3 separate regions of the Sus scrofa genome follow, and all the other regions are linked to region 1. The links are chromatin contacts, called in public Hi-C and HiChIP or PLAC-seq maps. All regions are on one chromosome and are shown on one strand. The core of a region is the stretch at or near the end of the contact, and the rest is flanking DNA. Distances in the headings are between cores, read along the strand shown. Region 1 overlaps SYNE3 (nesprin-3). Region 2 has its middle 37 kb from the start of DICER1. Region 3 overlaps CLMN (calmin (calponin-like, transmembrane)).

Region 1 (4,010 bases), core at 590-3,089:
CCAACAGGTGGGGCCACCTTGGCCATTTGGAAGTTACCCTCGAGCCTGTCTTTTCCCTCTAGGAGCTGGAAGCTCGGGTCCCAGAAGGTCAGCATCTCTTTGAAAACCTCCTTCGTCTTGGACCAGCGAGGGGGTCTTTGGATGAGCTGGAGGATCTGCGCTACCGGTGGATGCTGTACAAGTCCAAACTCAAGGACTCCAGCCTCCTGCTGGTAGGTGCCCAGGATGCACGGGGAACAGGCCCCGGGGGAGACACAGCTCCGCCCACATCCACTCCACCCTGTGTCTCTGCAGACCAGGCTGAGACACACTCAGAGCACATGGAGCCTCATGGGTCCTGGGCACTTGACTTGCAATTTGTCATTGGCCATCCTGCCACTCAGAGAGACAGGAGCGCTAATCAGGACAGGTTTGCTACCTTCCCACCTGAAACCTGCATGTGTATCGTCCCATTTAGTGTTTCCAGGAGCTCCTGTTGTGGTTCAGCGGGTCATGGACCCGGCATAGTCTCTGTGAGGCTGAGGGTTTGATCCCTGGCCTCCTCACTCAGTGAGTTTAAGATCTGGTGTTGTCACAAGCTGCAGTGTAGGTGGCAGATGCAGCTTGGATCTGGTATTGCAGTGGCTGTGAAGTAGGCCGGCAGTTGCAGCTCCAATTCAATGCCCAGCCTGGGAACCTCCATATGCTGCAGGTGCAGCTGTAAAAAGACAAAGGAAAAAAACTTGCTGGTGCCTGCGTGGGTCAGTGGTGGAAGCACTGCCATTTAGTGCTTCCTGCAGCCCTTGACCAGAGTAATTGCCTCTCCAGCCTGCAGATGGGAGCTGAGACCCTGAGGAATTAAAAACTCAGCCAAGTTCACTGGGCTAGTAAGGGGCAAAGCCAGCTTCAGACACACCCTGGTGTTGGAGGCGCGGTGGTGGGAACCCTGGAGTGGACGCTGGGACCCCTAAAATCTAGGGCCCCTCCTCCACTAACCTGCTTCGTGACACTGAGGAAGGACCTTCTCCCTTTGGGCCCTTGGGTCTCACACAAAATAATGGTAACAGCCACATTAATAACGGCCTTTATTAAATGCTATGTCCTCATTACAGCTTTATAAAGGAGGTGCTGTTATTATTGCCTGAAAACTGATAGGGACACTGAGGCACATGGTTTCACCCGAGGAGAGGGTGGGTGGGTGGGGGGTGGCCTCCTGGAGCTGCAAGCTCTGGGGCTCCAGCTTTGCTGGCCCCGAAGCAGCCAAGTCAGCCACTAGGTGTCAGCCCAGCCCCAGCCAGGTCGGCGCGCCCGTGGCCTTGGCCCAGGCCTTCCCAGACGGAATCCCACCTGGGCCCAAAGTGCGTTAAAAAGCTCATTAAATTGAATCACCTGCTGGTTCAGCCTGTCCAGATGACCAGGAGTTTTAAAGAAACACTCCCCTGACAAAATGAATATTCCATTACAGGCTCTGCTGGGATTTAAGTTTCACTCACTTAACTTCGTTTTTTTCCCCGTTTCCTCTCCTTCCCTAAAATAACAGACGGGGAGTTCTCCAGGGGAGCCGACTGGATTCCAAAAGGTACGGCGTCTGCCATCTGCTCTGCTCGGCTAGAGGGCAGGGCGTCTGGGGGCGGGGGGGGGGGGGGCTGCGTCGCTGGGGCAGGACCCCTGGGCTTTCTGGAAGGTTCCGTGAGGCCCAAGGAAGGTGTATGAGGCATTGGCTCTGGGTTGCACTGTCCTGGGCTCCAGGGCCCTGACTCCCGGGGACACACAAAATGTACTTGGCTGTGACAGGGCCTGGGAGATGAGAGCATCCTGGATAATATCCAGGACCCTGTTAATAATTATCTGTGATGACAGGCCTAAACCAGGACTGTCCCAGGCACCCTGGAGGGTTCCAGGCCACCTGAGTAGTAGACGGCATAGGGGCTCAGGGGGGACACAGAGGAGGGGGTGGCTGTGCCCGTTGTGTTCCACCAGCCGCGTTTCCACTTCGGCCTTCTGTGACAAGCAGGGCTTGCAGGGCAAAGCAATGACACTAGCAGCAGTAATCACAGCAATAATTAGGAATAATAATTATTACTCTAGATGCTGTGTGTTGATCATTCACTGTGTGCCAGGAGTCTGCCAAATCGTGGTTAGGGCGTTCCATTGACACCCAGGAGGTGTCACTGCTGCCGTGTTATACATGAGGAAAGCCAGACATGGCCAGATTGGAGGGACATATTCAGGGAAGGCACAGGACTCCTGAGAGGGCCCTGGCCTCTGAGTCCTCAGCCCATGCCTACCTTCCTCACTGTGCCTTGGAACAAGCATGCCCGGGCCCGATGGCTCTCTTCACTTCTGCAAAAGCCCCGTGGAAACTGAATCCCCAGTGCCACCTTTTCTGAGAGAGCGCTGGTTGTCCTGCCGAGTGTTGGTTCCTGACGACGTGTGCCTCTGGCAGGCTCTGTTCCAAAGAGCCCCGGGGCCTCCAGCCCCCTTGTGCTGTGGTCTGGTCCCCAAGGCCTCTGTACACCCGCACTTCTTGGTCTCCAGCTCGTATTCGTGTCTCCATCTACAGGACAAGTGGTGTCCCAGGGCTGGAGTGGGGGCGGGGGAGAACCAGAGTCAGGAGGCCAGCGCTGTGCTCTGAGCCCCGCAGCCACCAGCCGTGAGGTCTTGGGCAAGTTGCTTTGACTCCTGCGGCTTACTTTCCCCATCTGTAAAATGGAACCGTCAATGCTGACTTTATACCATGAACAAATTTTGAAGCTCATGTGAACGATTCATTCTCTTTTCTTTTTTAATTTAGAGCCACAGGTGCAGCATGTGGACTTCCCAGGCTAGGGGTCCGGTTGAAGCTGCAGCTGCCGGCCTACACCACAGCCACAGCAATGCCAGATCTGAGCCACATCTGTGACCTACACCACAGCTCATGGCAATGCCAGATCCCTGATCCACTGAGTGAGGCCAGGGATCAAACCCACACCCTCATGGATCCTAGTCAGATTCAGTTCCAATGAACCACAATGGGAACTCCTACTGTTCATGTTTTTGTTTTTGTTTTTGTTTGTCTTTTTAAGGCCACACCCAGGGCATATGGAGGTTCTCAGGCTAGGGGTCGAATGGAACTGTAGCTGATGGCCTACACAACAGCCACAGCAAAGCCAGATTCTTAACCCACTGAATGGGGCCAGGGTTCGACCCTTCATCCCCATGGATGCTAGTCAGATTCGTTTCCGCTGAGCCATGATGGGAACTCCTACCATTCATTCTTTAGAGAAGAGCTGAAAGCCCTGGTCCACCGCCCCCCACCCCATTTAGAAGAACAAGGGGCTCTTGAGAAATAGGGGAGAACCTCAGGAAGGGCAGGGTGGCCCACTCTGCCCAGGCTGCGACTCCTGGTGGCACTTGGGGGGCCCAGGGCCAGGTGTCCAGGCTGCCTCCAGTTCCCGCACTTTAAGCCCCTCTCTGGCCTGTAGCTCCCAGACCAGAGTCCAGCGGGGAGTCATGTCTGGGGGTGCCCTGGTGGTTTTGAGTAGGGGGACACCTGACTGGCTGATACCAGCCCTGCAGCGCGACTCAGGCTCCTGGGGGCCTGAGAGCCGGTTAACGTGGAGTGTTCACAGCCGCGTGTTCAGTATCGTCTCATTCATTCATTCCACAAATACGTACCGAGTGCCGACTTTGTGCCAAGCACTGGTTTAGCTACTTGAGATGTAGCACAAGAGTGAAGGTCTGCCCAGGTGGGCGGCACATGCTGCCTATGGAGCCTATGGGGTGGGGGGACATGGGAGAGAGAGGGTCACACGCCCAGCTGGGCTGGCGTTGCTCTGGTCAGAGAGTGCCCAAGGACAGCAGGCGCCTGTGGTCTTTACAGCTGCAAGGTGGATCTTATCTATGGCAGATGTCGGGCACAGCTTCGGGGGGTATGCAAAGCAGGCAGGCTCTAAATAGCGAAAAAAAAGAATCTGCTTCTTCGGATTGAAAACAAATGGAGGTGTGAGAGTTTGAGTTTGGGGCTGGCTTTTGAGCTAATGGCTCTCAGC
Region 2 (4,010 bases), core at 1,010-3,509, 240 kb after region 1:
GGTCAGTCTTGCTGGGACACCGGGAACAGATCAGGGAGCAGGATGTGAGGGCAGAGACCCAGAGGGGAACTGGTCACGGGGGCCTTGAGTGCAACGCTCACAAGTGTGGACCAGGGTGAAGCTGAAGACTTTGAGCAGTGGAATGATCTGATCAGATCTGCGTGTTAGGAAAACTGGTCTAGAAGCAATGGACAGAGGTGCACCTAGGTCTGGAAAGAGATGAGCTTCAAGGTTAGAGAGATTTCAGGGACTTCAGGCCTAAGAGCCTCTCTTTTTGCTCTGAATTATTAGGTAAGAGGGAAAGTGATAATGGGACACCCAACAGGCAAGGGAGGTGGCTGCCACCAGTGTTCTTGCTAGGATGGCACTCTGGGGGTCGGTCCCACGCATCCTGAGAGCCTGTAGATGGCAGAAGTATTATGGGCTGCATCATGTCCCTACAAAATTCACATGTTGGGAGTTCTCATTGTGGCTTAGGGCAAATGAACCTGATTAGGATCCATGAGGATATGGGTTAAATTCCTGGCCCTGCTCAGTGGCTTGAGGATCTGGTGTTGCTGTGAGCTGTGATGTAGGTTGCAGATGTGGCTCGGATCCTGTATGGCTGTGGCTGTGGCGTAGGCCAGTAGCTGCAGCTCTGATTTGACTCTAGCTTGGAGACTTCCGTATCTTCCACATGCCGAGGGTGCAGCCCTAAAAAGCAAAAAAAAAAAAAAAAAAAAATGAGGAATAAGAAAACAAACCAACCCTCCCCAAAGTAAACCTCATGTTGAGACCCGAAGCCCACGTCCCTCAGGGGAAGGCTGTATTGAAGGTAACGGGGCCTTTAAGGAGGTGACTCAGGAAAACCGGGGGAAGAGTGCTGGGCCCGCATCCAATAGGACAGTGACACCACAAGAAGGGGAAACCGGACAGACAAAAAGAAACACCCAAGGCGCAGGCACACAGAGGAAAGCCCGTGTGAGGTCAAGCAGAAGGCGGCCCTCCGCAAGCCAAGCAGGGAGCACTCAGAAGCGATCAGACCTTCTGACAGCTGGATCTTGGATTTCCAGCCTCCAGAACTGAGGGAGTAACCTTCTGTGGGTTAAGCCCCCAGTCTGAAGTATCTGCTTATGGCAACACTAGCAAGCGAATACATCCAGCCTGTCCACGTGCTCCCAGGCACTGGGTGGACACAGGAGAGTCTTAGTCTGTTCGGGCTGCTGTAACAAAAGTACCACAGCCTCATATTTATGACAGAAATCAATTCCCTCCCTTCTGGAGACTGGACATCAACAAAACCATGGCGTTAGCTTGCCTGGGTTCCAGAAGATGCTGTCTTGTGGGCGGCAGACTGCAGATTTCTCAGTGTCCTCAGATGCTGGAAGGAAGGGACAAGCAAACTCTCTGGGGCCTTTTTAAAATTTTTTGGCTGTACTTAGCGCGTGCAGAAGTTCCCAGGATGGGGACTGAACCTGTACCCCAGCAGTGACCTGGGCCTGAGCAGTGGCAGCACCAGATCCTTAATCACTAGACCACCAGGGAACTCCTAGGGCTCCTTTTATAGACGGACTCCACCTTCATGACCTAATCACCCTAAAGGCCCACTTCCTAAATACCATCACCTTGGGATCTCAACGTGTACATCTGCGGAGACACTAACATTGACATCACAGCAAGGAGCGACCCTGGTAGTTACCTTATTCTGATTTGCTTGACTGGTATCACATGGGGAAGTCAGAGAACTGCACGGAAGAAAGTCTGAGTGTGAGAACTAAGAGGAAAAACAAGGATCGATTTGTCTATTAGGCAAATGGGTTGCTGAGTGGTAGTGGAGAGAGAAGGAATGAGCGAGAACGTTATTTCAAATCCGTTTTGAAGTCTATAGCTCTGTTAAACTGCATTAAAAGAAGCATGGGCAAACTTGGTTCTGTAATTCAAAGCTCCTTTAGAAATCAGATTATCAGAAGTCCTAATGCTGTGTGGACGCTGTTTCCTAAGGGACAATTCAATCCAGTAGAAATTAAGATGACATTATTTTCTTCCCAAATGAAAAAGAGCTGATGCTAAGATATGGGAAACTGTTTTGCTCCAGCTGGGGGAGGGGGAGTCAATTGAATACTGTGGTAACGGACTGGTAGGAGGGCCACAGGGCTGTGATCTTTTGGCTGCATTTTCCCCTGAAGGCGTGGAAAGCTACTGACACTCCAGAGGCGAGCTATTCAGGGTACCGGGCAAAGCAGGGTGTCGTTTTCGATAAGTTCCCAGGAAGAGACGGCAAACGCTGAAGGTCAAAGTCCTTCAGTTCTACAACAAGCTTCAGGGACTCGGCACTGATAGGAGGGCAAGAGACAGATTGAAGTAAAAGTCACCCCAGAAAAGGAAATGCCACGAAATACTGAGATCATTTCACTTAAATCTGAAGAGAGGCATGATCTAGTTCTGACCTGGGACCGTGGAAAAGGGCGGGAACTTGCGCAGCTGGTGTATCTCCCCAAAAATAACAACCAAAGTACAACCCTAGGGCAGAGACTGCTGATCTTAGCCACGGTCAACAAGGCCCTTTTGTCAGAATGAAAAGCTCTAATACCTGGCAGTGTTCTGAGCTAAGTGCACCTTCAACTTTCTGAAAAACAGAACCTCGGTGATCTTGAGGCCACACCTACAAAGTGGAGAGTAAAACACTCCCATTTTTACGTCCCAAATATCTCAATGCAGCTCAATCTCTCTCTCATTAAGTCCAACCTCATCAGAGGCACCACAGCTCTTATGGTCTCGCAAATGTGTTAAGTCTTGGATTTTGCTCTTCTCCCATTTTCTACACTGGCTGAAGTTAACTTTTAAAAACATCTATCTGATCATATCACCTTTGGCTTGAAATCCTTTTTCTGGCTTCTCTGAATAGTAAATCCCTTTTTCTTTTTGGTTTTTTAGGGTCACCCCCTCAGCATGTGTAAGTTCCCAGGCTAGGGGTTGAATCGCGGCTGCAGCTGCCGGCCTGCACCCCAGCCACAGCAACGCGGGATCTGAGCCTCGTCTGTAACCTGCACCACAGCTCACGGCAACACCGGATCCCTAACCCACTGAGCGAGGCCAGAGATTGAACCTGCGTCCTCATGGATCCCAGTCGGGTTCATTAACCACTGAGCCACGAAGGGAGCTGCTGAGTAGAAAATCCTCAACAGGACACACACGATCCTTGGGCTCTGGTGCCAGCCTGCTATCTGTTGTCTCTGTCCTCCAGGTCAGTACTGGATTTCTTTCAGTTCCCTGAATGAGACCCACTTCCTTGCCTCTGGGCCTTGGGCATCTGGTCCCTTGGCCTGAGTACTCCCATCCTCTGTCTGATGTCCCTTTCTAGTTAATCCCCTCCCCCTCGTGTTTTGCCCCTAGCAACTGCAGATCTGATTTCTTTCCCTCAAGTTTTGCCTTTTCTAGAATGCCATATAAACGGAGTCCTATGGGGTGTAAGCTTTTGTGTCTGGCTTCTTTTCACTTGGCATAATGCTTTTGAGGTTTGACGGTGGTGTTGCACATACCAGTAGTTCATTCCTTGTTACAGGTGTGTAGTATTTCAGTCTCTGGATGAAGCACACTTTGCTTCTCTCTTCACCAATTCAGACATTTGGGTTGTTTCCAGTTTGGGGCTACTGTGAATAAAGCTGCCATAAACATTCACATATAGGTCTTTCTGTGAACATCTGCTTTCATTTCTTTAAGGTAAATATCCAGGGGAGAGACTGCTAGGTTACGTAGAAAGTATGTATTTACCTTTGTAAGACACTGTCAAGCTATTTTCCGAAGTGGTAATTTGCATTCCCAGCAGTAACGGTAACGTATGGGGAGTTTTAATTGTTTTATATTCTGATCAGTCCTTTTGGCCGTAAGGTCAGGTTTTATAGCCATTTTCATAAGTATGCAACGTAGATTTGTTTGTTGTTGTTTTTTTTCATTTTATGACAGCACCTATGGCACATGGAAGTTTCCAGGCCAGGGTCTGAGCCATAGCTGTGATCTAGGCCTATGACACA
Region 3 (4,010 bases), core at 400-2,899, 180 kb after region 1:
TTCGATCCCTGTCCCCGCTCAGTGGGTTGAGGATCCGGTGTTGCCGTGACCCGTGGTATAGGTCGCAGATGTGTTTTGGATCTGGCGTTGCTGTGGCTGCGGTGTCGGCCGGCAGCTGCAGCTCCAATTTGACCCCTAGCCAGGGAACCTCCCCATGCCCTTTAAAAAAAAAAAGAAAAAAAAAAAGAAAAAAAAAAGAAAGCAAGCTGATTTATCAGGATTTATTTTACTCACTTGGGGTCTTCTTAAATTCCACCACTGGGTTCTCCACATAAACTCAGCCAGGCGTCGTCACGCCCTTTAAAGCTGGTAGGTTCAAGCACCACACGTCAGGGAGTTTAAATACGTGTGTCTTCTTCTGTCCTCGTAAGAGGTACAAGAGTCACTACTGACTGCCCCTCGAGTTAACCCCAAAGAAAGATTCCTAGAGGAAATCATTGAAATGATTAGAAAGCAGAGAAAATAAATGCGGTTTTTAGGAAGTGGAGCTCTTGACCAAAATTCTAATTCCTGCCGTGTAAACTCTAGGCTCTAACATTTCCCCAGGCAGACACTTAACCGCCTGCCCCTCTCCCCCCACCTGTAGAATGGGTTCCCCTCGAGCCAGGAGGGTCCCGAATCTTCAGGGAAAGAATCTCTATATCACGGATGAAGCTTTATAAATCATTTGCCAGTTGTTTTGACTATTGGTGCATTTTCGGCAGGGCTCATAAAGTGAAGTGTTATTTTTGGAAAAAAAAGGAAAACTGTTCCCGAAACCTGAGTTCACGGAACTCCTAAATTAATGCCTGATGTGTGTCAGGGTGGCTGGAAATTCCTCCTGATGAACGGAGTTTAGCCAGAGCGTATTGCTTTCTTTTTTTTTTTTTTTCTTTCTTTTTGAATTAAAAGATAAATACAGAAAAGTACAGAGGGTAATAGAGCAAATATCCGCGCGCGCGCACACACACACACACACACACACACACACACACCCGTGGAGCCCTCTGTGAGCATTGATCACCTCCAGAATTTTCTCCGTGGCCATACCTCTGCCGCTTTTGCAGGGCAGGTGGGTAGCACCCACTCGAAGGATAAATCAGATAGCACCTGAAACTGATGCCTAATAAACAGGGCAAAATTAACAGCCATGTTTCCAACCTTGAGACTTTCAAGAACAACCTTTCATGTAAAGGAAACCCAGGAACTCCTTGGGGAAGTGGGCTTAACTGCAATTTGAAGGCTGTCAGAAATATTTACTGAGGCTCTGGCTTCTGGAAAAATTCCTTAATTTACCGAAGGAGTTAGATCATGAAGAAACCCCTGGGGGTGCTGTTTACTCGGCCATACCAATCGCATGAAGCCCACGGAACGTCTGGGGCCCCGAGGAGTGTTTGCCCTGGAGCCGGTTCAATTTCCCGTCCTGCCATCTCGCAGGATGGACGCCGGCCAAGGCCCCGCCGGCTGCCGCTGGGCCGAGGCCCTTGCAGACACTGTCAATGGGAATTATTCTCCAGCTTCGACGCAGAAAGCAAGGCTCGGCCACGGTCGGGGCTGCTACCTGGAAATCTTGTGAGCCCATCTATCAGGGGCTGTTTGGTTGGGGTCCTGCGTCTCTGCCCCGCGTTAACAGGAATAACATTTCCGTAAGAGTCTCCGTAACCTGATGCCATCCTGCTCCGTGTGGAATGTTCCCGAGGAGCCGCGGGGAGTTTGCAAAGAAAACAGTTTGCCTTTGGGTTCAAAGCCGCCGTTGCCCTTGAAGCAGAGCTCTGTTTTGGTGCACCTGTGGGTGGACTCACCCTGTATTTTGACTCACTGGGGGTCAGGGGGCTCGTAGAAGAGCTAAGGAAATGCCACTTCCTTAATAAAAAAAAGAAAAGAAAATAGGGACCCTCCAAGGCTTTCGCTTACAGGAGATCTTCCCCGAAGAGAAGGGTGGTTGGGCTGCAACTCGAGGATTTCCAAGGTTTTTCTGGTTCTGACCGCTGCTGCCACCCCCACCCCCCATAGTCGTGTGTCCTCTGTGGACACCCCCCTTCGTTGAACCACAGGAGAGAGTACGCAGCCTAACTCTTCTAACGCTTCCAAGATTCAGCAAGTCCTAATCGTACTGCATCAAAGGAGTTTTTATCAAGCTTGTTTCGTCAACAGAAACCTTTCTTTAGAGCTCTCGCTGTGGCTCAGCGGTAATGAACCTGACTAGTTCAATCCCTGGCGCTGCTCAGTGGATTAAGGATCTGGCATTGCCCTGAGCTGTGGTGTGGGTTGCAGATGGGGCTCTGATCCTGCATTGCTGTGGCTCTGGCTGTGGCTGGCAGCTATAGCTCTGATTTGATCCCTAGCCTGGGAGCTTTCCTATGCCTCAGATGTGGCCCTAAGAAGCAAAAAACCCCTGAATCTTTCTTTAAGCACAATCTTACATGGAACCCTAAAAAAAAAGGCCAATAGGAGCATCTCTGATTGAAGGAAGTACGGTGGATTGGCCTCCTCCTCGACCCCCCCACTCCCCCTCCAGCGCTCCCCGAAGCTGCTCTCCTGAAGCCTAGGGTTCTGGGAAGCCCAGTTTCTATCCCTGTGTTGGAATATCTGGCTGAGTCCCTGCCAGTCCCTCGGACCTCAGGCCAGGCCCAGCCAAACTTTTGATGGACATGATGCAGTGTGGGGTCACCTAGATCTCGGACCTCCACAGGTCAGAGAGGAGAGCAATGGGCTTCTGGCTTTTTCCACCCAAGCCCCCTGCACACTCCACGCCTTTTCTCCCCGGGAGAGGGCAGAGCCTGGGGGGACCCAGAAAGAGAAGCCAGCGCGACACAGAAGGGGCTGGTTCAAGGGCTCTGCCCTGTGGAGGGACAGGAGCTGAGGACAACTCCGTCTCACCCTCACAGCCTGGGTGAGATGCCCCAAGACTCTGCAGGAAGGAAGCCACTTATCGTAAGCTGTGCCACCGAGGCCATTAGGTGGGGATGGCAGGTGCTGTGCGTGATCTTGTCCATTTTAGTCCCTGTCCTCTGAGACCTTCCAGAAAAGGACATCAGGCCCAGGGAGGTTAAGGAAGCTTCCCAAGGCCAAGTCTCTGTAAAGAAAAGAGCCTGGATTTGAACTCAGTGTGTCTAATCCCCTCGCTTCTTAGTGGAACAGGTGAAAGGTGCATCTGAGATAATTTTGGTTTATCTCAGGAAGCCTGGATGTTGTGGAGGAGTAGGAGGCGTGGCATTCAGCTTTTTTTTTTTTTTTTTTTGGAACTTTTGTATATAATTTTTTTTTTTAAGGGCCACATTCCAAGGCACATGGAAGCTCCCAGGCTAGGGATCAAATCAGAGCTACAGCCGCCGGCCTGCGTCACAGCCACAGCAACGCAGGATCTGAGCCGAATCTGCAACCTACACCACAGCTCAGAGCAACACCAGATCCCCGACCCACTGTGCGAGGCCAGGGATCAAACCTGCGTCCTCAGCACATATTACTCTCAGAGCTAAACATATAAATATGCATGAACATATACATATAAATCAACTTTGGGTTCTTTTTTTTTTTTTTTTGTCTTTTGTTCTTTTAGGGCTGCATCTGTGGCGTGGAGGTTCCCAAGCTAAGGGTCTAATTGGAGCTGCTGGCCTATGTCAGAGCCACAGCAATGCCAGATCCGAGCCACATCTACGACCTACACACCACAGCCCATGGCAATGCTGGATCCTTAACCCACTGAGTGAGGCCAGGGATCGAACCCACAACCTCATGGTTCCTAGTCGGATTCGTTTCCGCTGCACCACGACGGAAACTCCAACTTTGGGTTCTTAACAGAGCTGCAAAGTTGGCAGTGGAAGACAAGATTACCCCCGCCCCCTGCCCCCTGCAGCCATTCCACCTGGCCGCTGGGCCCATCCACCTTCTGCTCCCTCCCGACCACGTCGCACAGAGCAGCCGTCTTCCTGGCTTCCTGTGCCAGGGGTCCCACCACCTCCAGTCCAGGACTGAGTGCTGATGAAGGGACAAAGGGCCCTCAGACAGGCGCACATACAGAGGCTGAGAGG

What was found. A called contact is a pair of places that touch in the nucleus more often than the background predicts. HiChIP or PLAC-seq counts read pairs in DNA pulled down with a chosen protein or histone mark.
Region 2: a Hi-C map of liver shows a contact between it and region 1, with 4 times the contacts expected there. The contact joins two enhancer-like sites. A contact is called at or near these places in 1 of 5 promoter capture datasets (fetal skeletal muscle), 7 of 47 Hi-C or Micro-C datasets (embryonic fibroblasts, liver, mesenteric adipose tissue and 2 more) and 1 of 2 datasets of contacts at active chromatin or transcription factors (skeletal muscle).
Region 3: a contact with region 1 is called in an H3K27ac HiChIP or PLAC-seq map of skeletal muscle, with 4 times the contacts expected there. The contact joins two enhancer-like sites. A contact is called at or near these places in 1 of 47 Hi-C or Micro-C datasets (embryonic fibroblasts) and 1 of 2 datasets of contacts at active chromatin or transcription factors (skeletal muscle).

Annotation. Positions count from the first base shown.
Region 1 is chr7:116,681,085-116,685,094 of Sscrofa11.1, reverse strand. SYNE3 (nesprin-3) reads left to right here. Exons shown (of 20, transcript XM_003128709.4): 18 at 63-212; 19 at 1,520-1,558. Among named protein-coding and RNA genes, the nearest start is that of SYNE3, 87 kb to the left of the region's middle. Within about 2 kb of position 1,839, at least 7 of the 83 cell types and tissues checked have an H3K27ac peak or open chromatin away from gene starts, as enhancers often do. A contact at or near this core is called in liver and skeletal muscle, where this site is marked.
Region 2 is chr7:116,443,365-116,447,374 of Sscrofa11.1, reverse strand. No RefSeq gene overlaps it. Among named protein-coding and RNA genes, the nearest start is that of DICER1, 37 kb to the right of the region's middle. Within about 2 kb of position 2,259, at least 11 of the 83 cell types and tissues checked have an H3K27ac peak or open chromatin away from gene starts, as enhancers often do. A contact at or near this core is called in liver, where this site is marked.
Region 3 is chr7:116,502,495-116,506,504 of Sscrofa11.1, reverse strand. All of the region lies in intron 2 of CLMN (calmin (calponin-like, transmembrane)), which reads left to right. Among named protein-coding and RNA genes, the nearest start is that of CLMN, 86 kb to the left of the region's middle. Within about 2 kb of position 1,649, at least 29 of the 83 cell types and tissues checked have an H3K27ac peak or open chromatin away from gene starts, as enhancers often do. A contact at or near this core is called in skeletal muscle, where this site is marked.